Linked DNA regions of Mus musculus: regions 1 and 3 are each linked to region 2. A link is a contact called in public HiChIP or PLAC-seq data. All regions are on one chromosome and are shown on one strand. The core of a region is the stretch at or near the end of the contact, and the rest is flanking DNA. Distances in the headings are between cores, read along the strand shown. Region 1 overlaps Runx2 (runt related transcription factor 2). Region 2 overlaps Clic5 (chloride intracellular channel 5). Region 3 overlaps Runx2 (runt related transcription factor 2).

The links. HiChIP or PLAC-seq counts read pairs in DNA pulled down with a chosen protein or histone mark.
Region 1: a contact with region 2 is called in a FOXA1 HiChIP or PLAC-seq map of pancreatic cancer cells. The contact joins two enhancer-like sites. A contact is called at or near these places in 1 of 115 datasets of contacts at active chromatin or transcription factors (pancreatic cancer cells) and 1 of 9 other capture datasets (embryonic stem cells).
Region 3: a contact with region 2 is called in an HNF4G HiChIP or PLAC-seq map of pancreatic cancer cells. The contact joins two enhancer-like sites. A contact is called at or near these places in 2 of 39 promoter capture datasets (the HPC-7 cell line and maxillary cranial neural crest), 14 of 115 datasets of contacts at active chromatin or transcription factors (acute myeloid leukemia, embryonic forebrain, embryonic hindbrain and 8 more) and 1 of 9 other capture datasets (embryonic stem cells).

The regions. Positions count from the first base shown.
Region 1 is chr17:44,689,249-44,693,537 of GRCm38.p6, reverse strand. All of the region lies in intron 3 of Runx2 (runt related transcription factor 2), which reads left to right. Among named protein-coding and RNA genes, the nearest start is that of Runx2, 45 kb to the left of the region's middle. Within about 2 kb of position 2,982, at least 60 of the 459 cell types and tissues checked have an H3K27ac peak or open chromatin away from gene starts, as enhancers often do. A contact at or near this core is called in pancreatic cancer cells, where this site is marked.
Region 2 is chr17:44,236,310-44,240,648 of GRCm38.p6, reverse strand. It overlaps Clic5 (chloride intracellular channel 5), which reads right to left. Exons shown (of 6, transcript NM_172621.2): 2 at 3,407-3,516. Among named protein-coding and RNA genes, the nearest start is that of Clic5, 50 kb to the right of the region's middle. Within about 2 kb of position 1,433, at least 227 of the 459 cell types and tissues checked have an H3K27ac peak or open chromatin away from gene starts, as enhancers often do. A contact at or near this core is called in the HPC-7 cell line and pancreatic cancer cells, where this site is marked.
Region 3 is chr17:44,726,031-44,730,039 of GRCm38.p6, reverse strand. All of the region lies in intron 1 of Runx2 (runt related transcription factor 2), which reads left to right. Among named protein-coding and RNA genes, the nearest start is that of Runx2, 8.6 kb to the left of the region's middle. Within about 2 kb of position 1,384, at least 51 of the 459 cell types and tissues checked have an H3K27ac peak or open chromatin away from gene starts, as enhancers often do. A contact at or near this core is called in the HPC-7 cell line and pancreatic cancer cells, where this site is marked.

The DNA of each region.
Region 1 (4,289 bases), core at 1,733-4,232, 450 kb before region 2:
GCTTGCCAATGGGAGCAGCTCCTTACCTGGGCGCTCCATGACCACCCCAGCACCCGTGCTGAGGGTTTATCTGGCTTGAGTCTGCATAGAAACCACTGAATCCAGTGCAACGGCGCTGTTGTGTCTGGGCAATGTGCTCGGTTGTGTTTATCCACTGCCTCTGGTTCATACCATTTTTTTTTTAAATGGTTTTTCGAGACAAGGTTTCTCTGTGTAGCTCTGGCTGTCCTGGAACTCACTTTGTAGACCAGGCTGGCCTCGAACTCAGAAATCCGCCTGCCTCTGCCTTCCGAGTGCTGGGATTAAAGGCGTGCACCACCATGCCCCGCAAGGTTCATACCATTTTTCCAGCCCATTGTCTGCAATGATATGCCTTAGCCTTGGAATGGGTGTGGGGATGTGGTATAGATGTCCTGTTTAAGGCTGAGTACGCCACAGTTTTATTTTCTGCACATTTTCTAGTTGTAGGAAGATATAATCTATGACAAGGAGCCTGCCTTTAACAGATCTGCTTTCCTCTACTATGTTGGAATAAAGAAGACAATAAGCAAAATATTCATATATTCGTACACACATTATATATATGATGCTAAGTGCTTTAAAGAAAAAGAGAGGAAGGAGACAGAGTTCAGAGATCATGGAGGCAGGTACATGCATTTTCATCCAAGAGTGGTAGATGGAGCAATGTAGGCAGAGAGCTGAATCTCATTAACAAGTGAATCATTTGTAAGTGCCCAGGAGGAGGATCTAGGCAGGGTGTCAAAAGCAGGCATTATCACTAAACCCTTTGGCTTATTTAAGGTCCAGCAAGGGGGCCAGAATGGCTTCCGCAGAGTGGGTGAATGGGTAGGTCACAAAGCCCCAGAGGTAGGTGTGCATAGACATGGCACTGGACGGTCTAGGTCATGTAGGGTTCAAGTGTGTCAAACTTGTGGCCTGCAGGCTGCATGTGCTTCAGGCTAGCAACAAAGTATAAACTTACATAAAACACTAAGAGCTATTTAGTGAGGTTTTTTAAAAATAGGTTTATTTTAGTGTGTGTATGTGTGGGTGAGCGTATGCCACATGTATGTGAGTGCTCTTAGAGGCTTGTAGAAGGTATTGGGTCTCTTGGAAGTGGAATTATAGGTAGTTGTGAACCATTTAATGTAGGTGTTAGGATCCCAACTTGGGTCCTCTCACGTACTTAGGGTGTGATATTAAGTGATGAGCTATCTTTACAGTCCTTCCTTCCTTCCTTCCTTCCTTCCTTCCTTCCTTCCTTCCTTCCTTCCTTCCTTTCCTTCATAATGTGACTGACTGTTCAGCCCTTGATCATGGACTTTGTAATGACAGTGTCCTGTCGCAATGCTAGAAGGATGTGTTAAGCCTGGAGTGGTATTAAAAGCCATAGAACATAAGAAATCATGTTAGACAGAAGAGAAAGCTGAGGACAGGGCGCTGAGAAAAGACTCCAGATTTGAAGTCAGATAAAATCGAAGAGCTGGCGAGAGTCCCTGAGCAGGTACAGCCAGGGGCGTAGGAAGAGCTCCAGAGCGTATAGTGTCCCAGAAGCAAGGGACTCAGGGCTGCTGAGGTGCGGCCTCTACTGTGTTTAATTTTCATTTCTAGGAACTACTATTGGGCTGGGCAGTATGGAAGCCATGAGTGACCTTGACCCAAGGGATCCCAGTAGAGAGACAGATTCCCAGGGCTGGGGGGAAATCAGTAATGGTGAAAAAAGTGGGCTAAGGGATTTAGACCGTGGCTTCAGGAGTGTTGGCTGTGAGGAGGGGAGAGGAACTGAGGGAACTGAAGAGAGGAAACAGCATGAAAGGAAGTCCATCTGGACTTTGGGTTACAAAACTGAAGCCCTCACCCTGACATATTCGGAGTGAGTGGCCCTTGACAAACCACTTTCCATTCCAGGACATCAGTATCTCTATGAGAAAAATGTGAGTGACAAAGTCTGTTTATAATGAGAGTCTACTTATAAAGGTGATTGTAAGAGAGAGTTTAGTAAGCATTCATCATTCATTAAGGGCTGGGAGTGTAGCTTTGTGGTAGAGTAGGGGACCCTAGGTTCTGTCCCTAGCATGATCAAGGCAAGACAACACAGGAACATAACAAAAACTCCCTAGCACTGTCACACAAGCACAGTATCCGTGTGTTTGTTAGTGTGTGATAGAAATGCTAAAGGAAAGGCAAGCACCTTGGAGAAAGCTGAGCCCTGAAGGTGAGAATCCAGATAGAAGGAAGCAGTTGTTACAGCAACAGGGAAGAGAAAGGGCAGGGAATGCGGGCCATTCCTCAGCAACACTGAGTCCCTTGCTTCTGGGACACTATACTCTCTGGAGTTTATCCTTTATCACTGGCTGTACCTGCAGGGTCCCTTACCAGGGAGAGAGTCTAGCCTGGTCCAGAGGATGGTGTTGAGGGAAGACAGCCATTGATAGGAGTCCTGAGTAGATAGAGAAGGCAGGAGGGTTGGATGTGAGGTACTTAGTTCTTCAGTAGGCTCATCGAAAGGGCAGGGTTTGAATTCTTACCTTATGCAGAATTGTAGGGATTCTGTCCACAGAGGAGCCTCAGAGTTTCGAATCAGAGAGGCTATTTGAGTTTGATAGGGACACAGGAAACAGATTGGAAGGAAGACACAGGAAGTAAGGAACATACAGAGGCACGGAAGCCAGCTAGAGAGCACTTCTACATCCCAAGTGTGTTAAGGATGGGGGTGGAAGATCAGGAGGTGTGCGTGCCTCTAAAATCAATGTTCATATCAGGGAGAAGAAAGGGGAGCGGTCTGTGAAGGGGTCTCTTAAAGCAAAGCATGAAATAAGTTGTAGGTCATCAGCTAGCACATGCTTACTGCATACCTACTGTGTGCCACTGCTGTTTGATGTCTGTTGGCACTCTTTCAAGCTTTATTCTAGCTCAGACTATACCACAAAGTATAACAGGAAGTGTGTGTGTGTGTGTGTTGGGGGTGGGGTTGAACCATTCAAGGACTAGGCTGATCTGATAGTCCTTTTGACTCATGGGGGGAACTTCTGTCTAATTTTCTGTGTGTCTATCTTGGCTGTTTGCTAAAGGAATTAGTTATATTTAGTAAATGAATTAGCAATATTAGTTTTTTTTTAAAGTGTGATAGGCAGTATAACTTAATTAAGCCTTAAAATTATTGCTGGGGCAGCTGCATCAGGAATGCGTGACTAGATCTGGCTTGTCCAACTGCTAAAGCAAACTGTCAGGCCTAAGCCATTTCAGGCACTTTGGTGACACTCAGATGAGTCAATATTCAGATGTAGACATTAAGTAAAAAAAGAACATACAGAAAAGTTTAATTAAAAACCAAGGGGACAAAGGTCCTTTTTCTGACAGTCTGTGTTAAGCAAGTTGATTTAAACACATGCAAGCATTTAGAGTCCACAGGGTACACTACATTTATTTATAGTGTTGTGTGCAGTAACTCATGCTTGTCTTTCTAATCACTTGGGAAGTACTGGATCTTTTAAGAGGGGGTAACAAAGCAGGCAGTACTGATGTGCCAACACTCATTCTACATTAAGCTAATGGGCGTGGTAGTCGGCTTCTGTTTTTCCTCAGCACTGGTGGTCTTATAGATTTTATGAGTTTTGGAAGGTATGTAGGAGAAGATCACATGAAATTGTGTATGTAGATTTACATGAAACGTACACATGAACAAATACATCCTTCTACACACTACAAAGCAACTTGAGGCAGAAATGGTGGGTGCCGGTATCTCTGTGAGCTATCATTTGAATAACTAGCTTTGGCTTTAATGATTTGTGTGGTAACAGGATGTCACAGCCCGCAGTGGAGTATTGAAAACGGAATGGAGTATTTGTAATGCCATTGAAATGATGGACTTGAGTTTGGGTTTTGAAGCAGATGTTCAGTGGCTGAGATTAATCTCTAGCAATGGTTTTCGAGGTTAAAACCCAAATGTGTACAAGAGTAAACATTTCCCTTTCAGAGCAGATGATTTGAACACGAATGGATGAAATTTAAGCAAGCGGGCATTAACTACAACTTCGCTTTGACACACATGTCTGGAAAGCATCACGGATTACCACACTTTCTGGAATTGGTAGCATAATATGCTCTCTCTGCACACTCTCATGAGAAAAGGTTTGAAAAAGCCCAGACTTGCAGCCAGTCATTGGAGCATCAGGCTTTGGTGTTAGGCATCAGAGTCTGAGTGGTGACAAGCCCAGGGCCAGTGGCTTTACGGAGCAGACTCCACCTGGGTGTGAGGTGAGGAACATCCTAAGGCCAGACCCTTATTT
Region 2 (4,339 bases), core at 184-2,683:
AAAAATATAACCATTATGATTTTAATTTTACTAAAACTTAGTTGTTTTGTGAAAGATTTTTAAAATTAATTTAATATATGTAAATTGAAGATCTCCCCAGTCAGAAATGGAATCTTTTACAATAAAGATTGAGGGCACTTAAGGGGTACTTATAGTTATAAATAATCCAATTCCAAGGAGTCACAACTTCATTTATCTAGTAGGACTTGAGTAAACACAATGACTCATGTTGAGGAAAGCAGTTTCCTTTTGTCTCAGGTTTTCCCGGGACCAGTAAAACCTTATAGATGAAGGCTACCTTGCCAAACTCAGTCCTTCTGAAGAGAGAATACAGGCCCGCTTGTCCCAACTAGACAAGTGAGCTGAGGCAGAAAGAGCTCAAGTTCAAGGCCAGCCTGGACTCCCAGAGTGAACTCAGGTTTAGTCTGGGAAAGTTCGCAAGATCTATATCAAAACAGAAAGTACGAAGAGGGAGCCGGTTTGAAATAGCAAGCCCTTGCCTAGTATGTGTGAAGCCCTGGTTCCATCCCGGACTCCATACCAAAGCATAAACAAGAAAGGTATCTTGCTATGCTGCTCGCAGTCACTCTTAAATCTAAGATAACCCAGTGTCGGGAACCTCACCACCTTTGCAGCGCACACAGGAGACACTGCATGCATCAGGGAGAGGGAGATGCTGAGGTCCTCGTGATCCAGAGAGGCAGGGGAAGATGTTAGGGAAGAGTACAGCAATGTGGAGCATGCATCCAATGAATGAACAAGGAGTAATCAATCGAACTTTCTAGACTCAGCCCTCAACAGTGCCTGGTGTGGTCCCTGTCGGTGCTGGATACTTAGTATATTGAGTGCCACAGGGAAGGTACGTCAAGAACGCAAGAAGGACATTGCGTCTGTTAGTGCCAGTGATGTGGTGTGCTTCTAAAATCCCTCCTGCCAGGTGGTCAAATTCCTGAGCCAGTATCAAGGAAGGAGGGGACGGGGTGGGGTGGGGGTGTGGCTTAGCAACAGGAAGTGGAGACTCCCGGCTGTACTGAGGAAACAGGGTAGGGCTCACGCAGGAGTCTCAGGGCAGCCATGGGAGTTTCCATTCTCTGAGTTTGCAACATTCTTTGTGGCCACTGGAGCAGAAAATATGAGATGGAGAAACTGTAAAATGTCAACGAGAGGGGGCAGAGGCTTCTGTGAGGAGACAAATTCCTGGTCTAATCAGCTAGGGAGGGGACGACAAGAATTCCAGTGACAGCTCCCAAGTCACTCCCAACAGGCTGCTTGCTCTCCAGCCTCCTTCTGTGACACTCAAACAACTGAGACTAATTTACTTAGTTCCTTGTTGACTCAGTGTGCGTCCCTCCCCTCACATAAAGAGAGGACATTCTTTGCAGGCTGCTCCTGTTTTGTAACTGACACTGGCCAGGAAGGAAGTCCTCTCTGGTCTTATTTTGGAGCAGTTACTGTGGCTTAAAGACACAGCGGTCTGTTAGTCTGTTGACGGGGCAGCAGTGTGGTTTTGTTTGTGACGGGGCAGCAGTGTGGTTTCGTTTCTGGGATCCTGGGGGTACTTTGGCTGCTAGGTTCTGACACCTTTGGGACATGCCACTTCTGGCTCCTGAAGCTGGGCATTGTCAAAAGCATGCTGGCCAGCGCCACCCCTTCCTCTCTCAGTCAGCTCCCACCCCCGCAGTTGGAATTGAAATTACAGAATTCCATGTCTCCAGATTGGATTTGTGAATTATTTCACGGGCCTCATCCTTTCTTTAGCTCCCTGATTCACAGCTCCATGAGGGGCGCCGGGTTTCAAGTTCGTGCAGCAAGCCAAGTAGAATCCTAAACATAAACCCATGGCCCACCTCTTTAAACCCCTAACAGCACTCTCTCGGATTAAAAACTGGGATAAGATCAGTTTTCATAGGAATTAGTATTTGTGTGCGTGCGGATAGTGCTGTAAACAAAGGTGACCACCAAGGCAGCCTTAGAGGGATGTCGGCAGGACTGGGTCTGATAATGTGTGTGAGAGAAGCAGAAGCATCCTTAAGATGCCCGAGAGACTCCGTCCCCTGCCTGAGCTCCAGCTTGGAACTCTAGTGAGAGTTCTCTCCTACGGATGAGAATCTAAAGACTCTGGTCTCTCGGAAAGGAAGCTCCTTGCCCAGGCTCTGGGATCCTGCTCGTTTTAGTTGTTACAGACACAGGCTGCATGGGAGGTACATGCTCCCTTACTGTGCCAGACACTAGGATCTTAGCAGCAGCCCCTCTATTTCCAGCTGGTAGGAGACCTCAGTGGGTCTGCTCGGCTTCCTTGTCTAATATAGAATGCTGGAATTTCCCTTATGAAGTACCTATCACGGGATTTTGCAGGGGAAAGCCATCAGCAGTTAGGAAGCATTGGAGTTGTAGATGTTACGACGAGGTAAGGCACTAAAGGATGACTCCGCCTGAGGAAGCTCAGATCGGACCTAGGTGAGTTTCAAGGGAGGCCACTCCGGACAGTGATGGGTTACAGAGGCCTTCCCAAGAAGTTGGGACTGAAACTGAGCCTAGAGGCAGGAGATTCTCAAGTTCCGAGGAACGAGGAGGAGAAGCCTGACGAATGTAGAAGAAGCCTCTTACCAGGAGCTTCTGGGAACAAGAGCAGCCCCGAGGGCAGATGGGACCCAGGGAGGAGCATTAGACCTGAACAGAGTAGGCTGTTTTGGAAGCCTTTCCACCATGGGCTGGAGGACGTGGCCAAGCTTTGCTGGACACTGTTAGCCGCCACGGAGTTAAGACACCTTCTACGTCTACTCAGAGGACCCAGACTATAGCTCAGTGACAGCACTTGAACGGCATGCAGGGAGCCCCAAGTTAGATCCTTAGCACAACAGGTAACTATGAATACAATGGAACTCAGGAGTGCAAAGGAATAGACACAATCAAGCTGTATGTTTCGCCTCTTAGGGCCTGTACATGCAGTCCTCGGGTCCAGAACCCTCCCACTAGGTGTTCTGAAAGCCAAGACAAATCCTCAGTAAAGGTCTTGATTCTAATTCCCTGAAAATTCAGCTGTCAGTGCTGAAGCCCACCAGGGTCCTGCAGACCTAACGCCTGTGCTATTGTGATATATGTTTTTATACGCCTGTGCCCATCCTTGAGGCAGACACTTGTTGTGTGCCCTTGCCTTCCCTTCTCTTTTCTTCTTGCTAATCAACGGATGCCAACCAGGGTAGTGAAGCACAGCCCTGAGGGAGGTTCTGGTTATGTTTCTTTTAGCCTCCTTTGTGAGCTGGGTTGGGCCCTGGGAACAGTTCTGGGCAATGAGATGGGATTCATCCGAGGTTTCCTGGAGCCCCAGGATGGCCCTGGATTTGCTCTCATTCCATCTGACTCTTCCTTGCGCTAGATGTCCCCTCATGAACACAGGGTCCTTTACCTTTTCAGATCCACGGTGGTGACATTGAACACGACTCCTTTCAGCCAGAGGATCATGAAGAGACGCTGAGAGAAGGGACAGTTGCCAATGCTTTCCCCGTCGATCCCAGCCTGGAAAGAAAACAAAGGCAGAAGCCTGAGTCTCAGGGCACTGGTGCACAGAAAAGAATATGGATCATAAAGAACAAACTCTGGGCTTAGAGCCACACACCTCCCAGCCAACTTCAGAGATCCGTTGTATCCTTCTCCGTTTCCCTACTATTAGGGCAGAACGATGCCTGTGCCTTGTGTGCTCTTCATAAATGCTGAGCTGGAGCTTCCAACATGAGATGTTCTAGAACCACACTTTCTGAAACCACAGAACCTCCAGGCTCTCTAAATAAAGCAGGAGTGAACGATTCAGTTCCTAGCTCGCTAAGTGACAAGCAGCAAGGACTGTGGAACTCTGGTCACACTTGCTCCATCAGCATGTCTCAGGACAGGAACCTTGGACTGTGATTCCACCTCCAGTAGCCAGGATAATCATCAAAGGCAGCACTCTAATCAGTACGGCGCTTAGTATAGTAACAGCGGTTGGTATCAATATATTACTTATTGGTGAAAACATCCTTTGTATTCAAGAGACACATATTGATGATTAACAGTGTGTTGGGGCATTGGGAGAAATGGCCCTAGAGAGTTTTAGTAAAAGGTGTGTGTGTGTGTGTGTGTGTGTGTGTGTGTGTGTGTATGTGTGTGTGTGTGTGTGTGTGTGTGTTGGTCAGAAAAGGGCATCAGATTCTTGGTGCATGAGTTACAGACAGTTGTAAGCTGCCCAGTGTGAGTGCTGGGATCTAACCTCAGTCCTTGGAGAAGCAGCAAGCCATCTTAATCACTGAGCAAACTCACTAATGCCCAATGACTTTTTTTTTAATTTGCAGTTTTAATTTATTCA
Region 3 (4,009 bases), core at 135-2,634, 490 kb before region 2:
TGTTTTTCAATTGCTTGGGTTTGGTACAGATGAAATGTGTAAAAATTTCCTCATTCTTTGGTTTTCTTTTAGATAAACATGGTTGGGAATATTCAAAGGAGACTTTTAAGCTTCAGACATCTACTTAAAAAGTCTCAAACATGTAATTATACTTCTGACTGATATAAAGTTAAATACAGTACTCCCCCTCCCAAGACATACACCACTCCTCCTCAGAAACAATGCTGGTCAGTCAGGTCTGGTACAATGACAGCAGAAAATACAATATATTTTAGTCCTTGCATTAGAGTTCAGCCTTATCAGAAAGATTGCCACTGTGTGTGTTGGCATGTTCTTCAGACCCAGGTCTAAGCATCATAGAATGTGCACACAACTGTCTGTTTTGCTAAATATGATATACAAAGCAAACCCATATTTAATATGATTATTACTACACTGCTTTAATAAAGTGGATTTATGTATTTCACTCTCAGGAATCCTTTCTTTCACATTTTCCCTTATTGAATCAATTTTTGTTTTCTTTTAACTAAAAGAAAAGTTCATTATGTTAAAAAATATGTAGTAAAATAATAATTTTCCAAGCTCTTGAAAACCTTTAAACTGAGGCAGATTTCTTTATATATATATATATATTTTTTTTTTTCTGAAACACTGTTCAGCTGGAGTGAAACCCCTGGAGAGCAGTCCTTTACCTTACAATACTGCAGAACATTTGAGGCTGTGAGGCATCACATACACAGTGACACTCTTAACGGATGCTTACCACTAAAAGCCCGTGTTTAGCAGCAGACTCAACCATCACTCTCTTTATCTTACTAAAACCAAGATCACTATAGTGACACTCTGTGCTTATGTGGCATCTTCTACATTTTACAGCTTAAACATTATTTCCAATGTATATTGGGGAGCTCTGGTTCTTAGAGCTGGAATGATTGGTATAAGGGTCAGAGATATATAGGTAAAGTAGGGGGAAACGGAGCCTTATGCTTTTTAGTACATACAGTCCCTTCTAAGAGAATGTTACTTTCTTTTGCCTTTATTAATAATCATTTTCAATAGAAAGCCAGGCATCAGGGGTTAAACTACAATCTGCTGAAGACACAAGATGTCTTCATGTTCAGATGAATGCTGGCAGATATAGTCAATCATTTCTGTATTTTCAAACGTGCCTTTTTTTGGCATCAGAGAAATACTCCATCTTCAGGAGCCCAGCACTTGTCTTAGTAACCTTCTCTGCCCCTCCCAAGTTGCTAGACAGAGGTGACAGAGAGGCTCAAGGCATTTGCTTTTGACCCAGGAGACTTCTCGAGTTGAGAGTAGCTGTGTACTCCAGGTAATGCCGGTCTGCATGAGGACAGTGCTGTCTGAGGGATGCTGACTCATTCTGTAACTGGTTCCCTCAGCAGGTTAGCTGGTAGCCCACAGAGCTGCTGGCTGCTGAGAGCAGTGCTTTCTATGGAACTCTTTCATTTATTTGTTTCATACACACACACACACACACACACACACTCACACACACATGCATGCACACACACACACACATGCATGCACACACACAGATACACACTGGTACACACACATACACGTGTACACACAGACACACAGATATACACACATGCACATGCACAGACACATATACATACACATACACAGACATACTCATACATACACATGCACAGAGACACACACAAAGACACACGTACATACAAATGCACACACAAAGACACACGTACATACACATGCACACACATAGACACATAGACATACACATGCAAACACAAATACATACACATATACATGCACACACAGAGACTCACTTACATACACATGTACACACATAGACATGCACAGACACACATGCACAGACACATACAGACGCATGCACAGACACAGACATACACACAGAAAGACATACACACAGTCACACAGACATAGACATTCACATACACAGACATACACACATACATGCACTCACACAGAGACACATACTCACATATTCCTCTCTCACATATAAATGTGTGTGTGTGTGCATGTGTGTTTGCACATTGCTATGTGATGTCATAGAGTGCTATGGCAAGCATGTGGTGATCAGAGAACAACCTCAGACATTGGTCCTTGTGTTCTCCACTGTCCCAGGCAGTCTCTTTGCTGTTTGCTGCTGTGTACCAGGCTAAATGACTCACAGGTCACATGCCCAATCTCCCAGTAAGGGTGCTGGTATTACAAAGGTCAGACCTACATCTTTTTATGTCTGCCCTTTACATTGGCTCTGAGGATTTGAATCAGCCCCCATGCTTACATAAAAAACACTTTATGCACTGAATCTTCTTTCTACCTCCTATTGTATGTATGTATGTATGTATGTATGTATGTATGTATGTATGTATATATGTATTTTTGGTTTCTTTCAAGACAGGGTTTTTCTGTATAGCCCTGGCTGTCCTGGAACTCACTCTCTCAGAAATCCTCCTGCCTCAGTCTCCCAAGTGCTGGGATTAAAGGCATGTGCCACCACTGCGCAGCCTCTACCTCCTTTTTTTTTTTTTTTAATACTCATCAAACACTTCTGAATATGCCAGATAGTGTGAGGAGAGTTGAGGTTTGTAAATAAACTAGATGAAATGAAGGCCATTCCTTAAACCTGGGGACTAATTTATTAAAAATCGTCATTAATCATCAATCTGTATATAGTAAAAATGAGGGTGACTAGATAGCATGGGGCACTGGGAATGTGAGCCCTACACTACACTATAAGGAACAGCTTCTTGATTTTGCACTGAACAGGGTGTGAGGTTGGAGAAACTGAGAAACAAATGGTCTAAGAGTCAAGTAAGAGTAACAGAAAATCTTGATGAGGTTTTATTTTGTGTTTTCCTGGCTGGCAGAGAGGATATAATGAGGGGTCGGACCTGGGATAGAGGTTACAGAGAGGGGAAATTCAGTCCTGTTTATCACTGAACAAGAAAGTTTAAGGAGGACACATAACAAGTGCGTTCAGGAGTATCTAGACTTGTTTCCTAGAGCTTCTGACAAATGAGAGCTCATAAGCAGAAGTGGGGAAAGACCAAGTGAAGGGTGCTTGTTAGATAGACAGGCGCACGGGGCGCCTTGCTAGACAGACAGGCGCACGGGGCGCCTTTCTAGACAGACAGGCACATGGGGCACCTTGCTAGACAGACAGGCACACGGGGCGCCTTGTTAGAGTGGTGCCTTATCTGGCTTTGCCCAGTTACTGGGGAACTCTGGGCACTAGGTGAAGACATGGGAACAGGCTGGGCAGAGGATCCTGGGAGTTACTGGAGAGGAAGGGACTGTCTCTGTGAAGCAGGGTCTTGGTGATGGATGGAGAACAGGGGACAAGGAAGGTTCCCGGTGACTGGCATTCCATCGCTAAGGTTGCATGCTAACCCAGTGTGCACAGCTAACCTGGCACAAGGAGATTCCGAATGGGTTAGCCTCAGCGACAGATGATCCTGTATCTCGTCTGAAAAGCTTCAGATGAGTTGTTGAAGACTGGGGGGGACAACCGTGTCATTCCAACATGGTAGATGACATAAAATGGACTTGTGGGTACGAGTGTGTGCTGACTTTTGTGCAGGTGCTCAAACATGTGTGTGTATTTGGAGGTCAGAGGTCAATACTGGGTGTCAGTTTTTGGAGCGGTCTGTTTTTGGGAGGGATCTTTCTTAGGACATTTTGATTAGGGTTAAGGTGGCTGGCTGGTCTACCCTAATCTCCCCATTCCTGTTTCCCAACACTGGGATTCCAAGCATATACCATACCACCTGGCTTTCTACAAGGTACCCAGTGATCACACTTGGGTCCACATACTTGCCAGGCAGGCACTTTACCAACCCAGCTCTCTCCCTAGCTTGAGATATGTTTCTTGAATGTAGAACTCAGTTGTCATTTTTCATCCCTGGATAGGTCTCTGTTCTATGCCCAGACGGTTCTCTTGATAGCTTTGACTATCCCACTGGGTCCCGCACAGTTAAGGATGCAGTATACA